Linked DNA regions of Mus musculus: region 1 is linked to region 2. A link is a contact called in public HiChIP or PLAC-seq data. All regions are on one chromosome and are shown on one strand. The core of a region is the stretch at or near the end of the contact, and the rest is flanking DNA. Distances in the headings are between cores, read along the strand shown.

Region 1 (2,964 bases), core at 97-2,596, 470 kb before region 2:
TCTTCCTGTTCATATCCTCTAATATTAAATATCGCTGCATCTAGGACGGCCTCCCTGACCATATTACACTGGAACCAGATGGTCTGCTAACCCTGTCTGGGTAAAGTCAGGAGGAGGCTCTCAGAAGGACTCTCGTCTTTCTGCTAGAGGAGCCCTCACGGTGCAGAGGCAAGCTGTGGTCCAGGCTTTGCAGTTCGGTGGTCTCTGGGGGAGAAGGCTCGGGATGAAAGGACTCCAGCTTGGCCCCAGACCAGACTCTAGGTAGTTGTGTAGGATTCTTGGAAAGAGCAAGTACAGAGGCACACAATTTGGAAGCCTATGGAATGCTGGATTCATTTGCCCCGCCTCCCCTGCCCCCAGCCCACTGCCTACTCTGGGGCTCCGAGGATAGGAAGCAACTTGGTCTGTCCATCACTGTTCAGAGCCCTGGGAGACCCAGCTTATGGCATAGAGCCAAAGACCCCAGTGGACCATATGAAGACCACGGTGAGTGCTTAGCAGTACCTCCACTCCCAAAGAGAGGGTCTGCAGAGAGGGAAAGAGAAAGGCAGCTACACAGCCCCAGAGATGGGTTTATAGACACAGCGGCATCCTCCTATGGCATCAGCAGCTTGAGACTTGAAGAGCTAGGTGACAGGGTCTCACTAAATCATTGCCTCTCCAGGCACGCTACGGCCAAGGGCTCTGGCAGGGAACCAGGGTCCTAGGCTTATCCCAGTTCCTCCTGTACTTCCTCCAGTTACTGCAGATGCACGAGTTCTGTTGGTCATCAGCCAAGGAAGCCCAAGGCTAAGGCAAATGGTAGTTTGGGGCGGGTTATATCCATCTACAGTGGGCAAGTTAGCAGAGCCACACAGGAGGGTTGTGCTGATAGGGGAGGGAAAGCTGGCTCTGGCTGCGGGTCCCAGTAACCGCAAGAAAAGAAGACTCCAGAGACAGCCAGACTAGACAACATTGACGGTTTGTTTTTGCCAACCAACACCATCTAAGTCTGTTTGAAATCACCCAACATACTTGATAGTCCAGGAGAATAAAGAGAAAAACTGAGGTTGTTTGTTTGTTTGTTTGTTTTTGTGGGACAGGGGTAGTTCTATAGATAGAGCCTATGCCAAGAATCAAAGTCTTAAACACCATTGAGGGTAACAGACCCAGCTCTGCTCTCTAGGCCGTTAAAGTCCTCTGCTCGCCTAGTTTTCCCATACAGTGCAGGGCTGCCCCACCCGAGGCTCTCACCCACCCCCGTCTTTCATCTAGTGTAGAGTTGAGTGGGTAAGCCTCGCTGCTTTTCCCAGCCCAAATGACGCAGGGGCCAGCTGGCTGCTGCAGAGGAGGGCGTGGGAATCCTGTGGGTTGTGCTGGGCAACTGCGCCCTCTAGTGGTAGCCACAGAACGATGCACAGACACGCAGACAAAGGGTGAACCAGATTTCCTATCTCCTTTTGCACCATCTCTTCCCAAGGCCTCTATGATACAGTCGGCGCCAGATGACTTAGGCCCTGCTCAAAAGGAAGTGGAAGAACAGCTTGTGGTCCTTGACAACTTCTAAACCAAACCCTTGGAGGAGAGAGGAGGCCAGTGCTTCTGCACTCTGGCCACACCTTCTGTGAAAGCCTTCATCCGGCTACAGCATACTCTCATGTCTCTCAAAACTCTTTCAGCCTCTCCTGTCTGAGATGCTACCCCTGCCAGAGGAAAATCCTAAGCCTCCATCCCATGCAGAGACTTGAAAGCCACAGTGTGGGCTTCTCAGGGGACAGGGATCTGCTTCTGGTCACCCCAAAGGGGAACTTCAAGCATTCCCTAAGGAAGCACTCATTCACTGAGAACCCATCTTATGCCACAACATCTGCAGCCACAGTCTCTCAGCAGGCCCAAAGGGAACCAGAGTCAAACCCCAGTTTACAGAGTGGAGGGTCGGGTCTCAGAAGGTCAAGTGTCTTGTCCGTGAGCGACTATTTGTCAATAATCTCTGGTTTCTGCAAGCCAGGTGCTAAGCTAAGTGTGTTATTACACAGACTCTGTTATACAGATGTCCCCATAAGCTAGGCTGTCCGGTGAGCTAGGTTAGAGTTAGCTCCCTGTTACAGATGAAGGTTCAGAGACAGGAACAGGCACATGGCACATGGTATATTCTAAGTCACAAACAAAGTCAGACACAAAAACACACACCTAGGAAGTATCAGAAGCATAGAAACACAATTCTATTTCCCCCTTACTCTGATACTGGCTTTATGTTGTTATTATTATATTTTATTTTTATGTATGTGTATGCATATGATATATGAGTGTAAGCCCTGTGCATGGCCAGAAGAGGGCGCTGGATCCCCTAGAGCTGGAGTTACAGGCAGTTGTGAGCCACCTAAGGTGGGTGCTGGGAGGCAAACAAGAACTTTGGGAGGAGTAGCAGGAACTCCTAACCATTGAGCCATCCATCCAGACCTCTTTACTGGTGCTGTTTGCTTTGTTTTTCATCTGCTTTTTTTTGGAACCCTAGGTTGCCTCCTTTCTGCCCCTTTGAATGCCTCACATAAGGCTCCATTGCCACCACAGCACAGCACAAAGACGGTATCTCAGGAGCCACACGGCATAGCACAGAGACAGCATTTTGGATACCATATATAGCACAGCACAACACAGCGACCACATCTCAGGTGCCACACAGCACAGCACAGAGACAGCATCTCTTCTTCAGCTTCCGAGGCATCCTCTGTCTTTTTACAAGAGCCATAGAAATGACCTTGGTGTCCCCTTCCTTCTTCCCTTCATCTTTTAATTCCTGCCGAAGCAAAGTCATGCCTGCCTTTTTTCTCAACATGATTACAGTAAAGGGACTGGATTGCAGCCAGCGGTTTCCTGGGCAATGGCCTGTTCTTCCCAGTGTAAGGGGTGTGAGCAAGTGGGCCACGGTGAACTCATGTAGAAACTGGGACGATGAAGAGATATCTGCTGGCAAGTCACCGCCAG
Region 2 (3,165 bases), core at 410-2,909:
AGGTCACATAGCTTAGCGAAGTGACTGTATGAAAGGCAGTCTGGAGACCACGAGGGTCCTCTGGGTCCCTTCTGTGTCTCTTGCATCCGTGAGCCAAACACGCACCACGAAGAAGACAGCAGCTGGCCTTTCCCTCTGCCCCACCACCTGTGGTTGGAGCTAGGCATGGGGATTCAGGCTGGGCACGAGGAGGAGCCAGCGGGTCTAAGCTGCCTTTGGTTTCTATCAAGCTTGGATACAGTACAGCCAGATGCTGGGTGATAGGAGTCCTTTATGGTCCCTCTGGAGCTCTCCCACCAGCCCCCAAGGGCTCATTCTCAACATCCCAAGGGACTCCTTACAACAAGACAGACATGCTTTTAGCCCCATGAAACTCCTTCCGAAGTGTCTATGTTGATTATTGTGGCCATCTGAGGGGTAACTCTAGATCAGGCCTCTGGTTCCTGAAAGCCTGGGGGTAGAACTGGGGAGAGAGTGTCTCTCGGTCTAGAATCCCTCTAGTGCAAATCTTACACCAGCTAGTGTTTGTGTGCATGCTAATTTTGTGCAAATCTCAGGAAAAGGCAGCCTCTGGTTCCTTATCAGTCAAATGACCTTGAGCTTGGGACAGGATAGAGACAAATTGCTCCTCACTGGCTATGTGATATACTATACTGTGGTGGCCCACCGTGGGCAAAGTGATGGATGGTATCTATCAAGAAGTTGTCTCACCCCTAAGTACTGATGTCTACTGTACTGGGTGAAATGAGTTCCAGGTAAAGCCTCAGGTGCATATTTTACATATCAAAGCAGACCTGGCCTCCAAGTTCTCCCAGCATCCCTCAGTCCCTACCTGGCACACCCTTCCCCCAACCCTGGTCTTTCCAGACCCTTCCCTCAGGAGGCTCTTTCTTATATAATCCAGACATTTTGCGCACATGCTCTCTCCCTATCTCCCCTCCCTCTCTCCTTCCTTTGGTCCCTCCTCCCTCCCTCTCCCTCTCTCCTTTCCCTTCTCTTGCCCCTCCTCCACTTCCCATGGTGACTTCCCTCCCTGGCCTTGGTCCTTGGGGCCAGTGAACTCATCTGAGAGTAGCTTCCAAATAAACCTGCCTTTATTATATTCTAATCCGGCTTGAACGGTCTCATTTCACTGGCAGAGAAATAACCTATCACTAAGGACCAGAGAGATGGCTCAGCCTGTAAAAGTACTTGATGCTAAATCTGATAACATAAATTAAATTCCCAGGACCCAAATAGTGGAAGAAGTAGATTCCAGTGGTTGTCCTCTGGCCTCCACATGTGCATCCTGCCATACACACACCTTCACAGGTTTATTACATGCATGCATCCATACACACATACAAACATAAAATGCTTTGAAAAAAAAGTTTCTGGCTCTGGAACAGCTCTTGGTTATTTTAATGTCACCGCCTGTTACTTTTCATTAGCAGAAAGTCTTTAAGTGTAAAAAGCTGCAGCCTTGGAGGTCTTGAGTGAGGAATAGGGGAGAGTCCGTTAGGAACTCTGGGAGATACCTAGCCGCTAGCTAAGTAGGTAAGACTAGTTTTACCAAAAAAAAAAAAAAAAAAAACCACAGCCAACCCCCTAGGAGCCCAAAGTCACTGGGCGGAGCTTCTGGGAGGGGTGATTGGCTGCCTTTGTGTGATGTCACTTGAGGCCCTAAGGTGAAGCTCCGCCTAAACTTTGGTGGCGACTGTTGGGTCTCTGGCACGTACCATGGCTCACCTAGCCATTATGCTCTGCAGAAAGCGAGTTTTGCCCTTGGCAGTCTCTCAGCAGCCCCTGGCCTGCCTCCTCGCTGTGTCCTCTGCCCTTCACTTTGCTACGGCTCAGTCCGGCTCCTGATGAGCCAAAGAACCGCTGAGCTCAGCTCTTCCCGTGGCCCTAGGCTCCGGCTGGCTGCCTTTGTGCCCGCCTCGCCCGCCTTTAAGTCTCTCGGCTGTGGCTCATCGCTGCGGGGGTGGAGGCGGCCGCCCACATCACGCCAGCCACTGTTCGCTTGTGAGCGGAGGAAGCGTGGTGACCTCAGCCACGGTGCCAGATCCTGCCTCTGAAAAGCCTTGGCTGCGCCACCCTGCCTGCCGTTTGCCAAATGGCGAATAGTCCGGCTCTGTTCAGCGAGATTCCGGGGGTGGGGGGTAGGGGCTTTCGGAGAGAGGCCCTAGGTCCTCCCAACAGGGTGGAGAGAAAGGATAGAGGGTCTTCAGTGAGAGTCACAGTTAGGCTACCAGCCTTCATTGATAATAGGCAACAGGCTTGCCGGCCATAGTGTGCCAATTCCATTGTTTTAAATGTTGCATCTTTCCGCTTGCAGATTTTCTATTTTAGGGTATATTCTAATCATTCAGTGATGGGTTTCAATATGCCTGTCTCATGTACTTTGATCTTACACCCACCACCCTTTTATGTTCCTGTTTCCTCCTGACTTCTGGTCTCCCCTTCCCTCAAGTCTTATTTTTAAGTTTAAATTCTACATATGAGAGAAAACGTGATTAGGGTTTCCTGGGTCCAACTTAGCAACCTCTTGGATCATTAGTCCATTTCCTGCAAATAACACAATTCACTCTTGGCAATGGCAAAATAGTATTCTATTGTGTTATACATACTTTTTTTTAAGCTATTGATCTACTGATGATCACATGGGCTAATATCCATAACCTTGCTAATTTGAAAAAAAAAAATCTGTAGAGAACATGGGTGTGCAGGTGTCTCCGTGGTCTGCTACATTTGATTCCCTCTGGGATATACCTAGGAGTGGCATATCCAGTTCCTGAGATAGTCTTTCTTGCCTTCTCAGGTTCTGTGCTTAAGGTGCACGCCCCTACTTGCCTCTTCCTAGTCCTGGTATAGTTGGTAGCTCTCAGGGGCCCATGGTACAAATGGAAGAACCTGGCAACTGACCCCTGACCCCTCCTTCCATGCCATTGGGAAGGACACTGCTTGAGTGGTTGCCATCTGTGCCCGTCCCGCTATAAAGAGAAACTTCTCCCTTCTGTAGGTCACTGCCATTTTGAGGACAACCCACAGAAGTGACCTCATCCAGAGTGGGACCAGTGGAAGAGGCTGCTGGAGGGGAGGGCGGTACAATTCTTAAAAAGCTAAGACCACGTAGATCTATATAACCCAAGTGCAGGCTGAGGCTTGGGCCGTGAGAGACAGGAC

The links. HiChIP or PLAC-seq counts read pairs in DNA pulled down with a chosen protein or histone mark.
Region 1: a FOXA1 HiChIP or PLAC-seq map of pancreatic cancer cells shows a contact between it and region 2. The contact joins two enhancer-like sites. A contact is called at or near these places in 1 of 115 datasets of contacts at active chromatin or transcription factors (pancreatic cancer cells) and 1 of 9 other capture datasets (pancreatic islet).

What each region holds. Positions count from the first base shown.
Region 1 is chr1:135,669,250-135,672,213 of GRCm38.p6, forward strand. It overlaps a transcript of Nav1 not described here. Among named protein-coding and RNA genes, the nearest start is that of Gm32835, 17 kb to the right of the region's middle. Within about 2 kb of position 1,347, at least 151 of the 459 cell types and tissues checked have an H3K27ac peak or open chromatin away from gene starts, as enhancers often do. A contact at or near this core is called in pancreatic cancer cells, where this site is marked.
Region 2 is chr1:136,138,477-136,141,641 of GRCm38.p6, forward strand. The region is part of intron 1 of Kif21b (kinesin family member 21B); the gene reads left to right. Among named protein-coding and RNA genes, the nearest start is that of Kif21b, 8.7 kb to the left of the region's middle. Within about 2 kb of position 1,660, at least 412 of the 459 cell types and tissues checked have an H3K27ac peak or open chromatin away from gene starts, as enhancers often do. A contact at or near this core is called in pancreatic cancer cells, where this site is marked.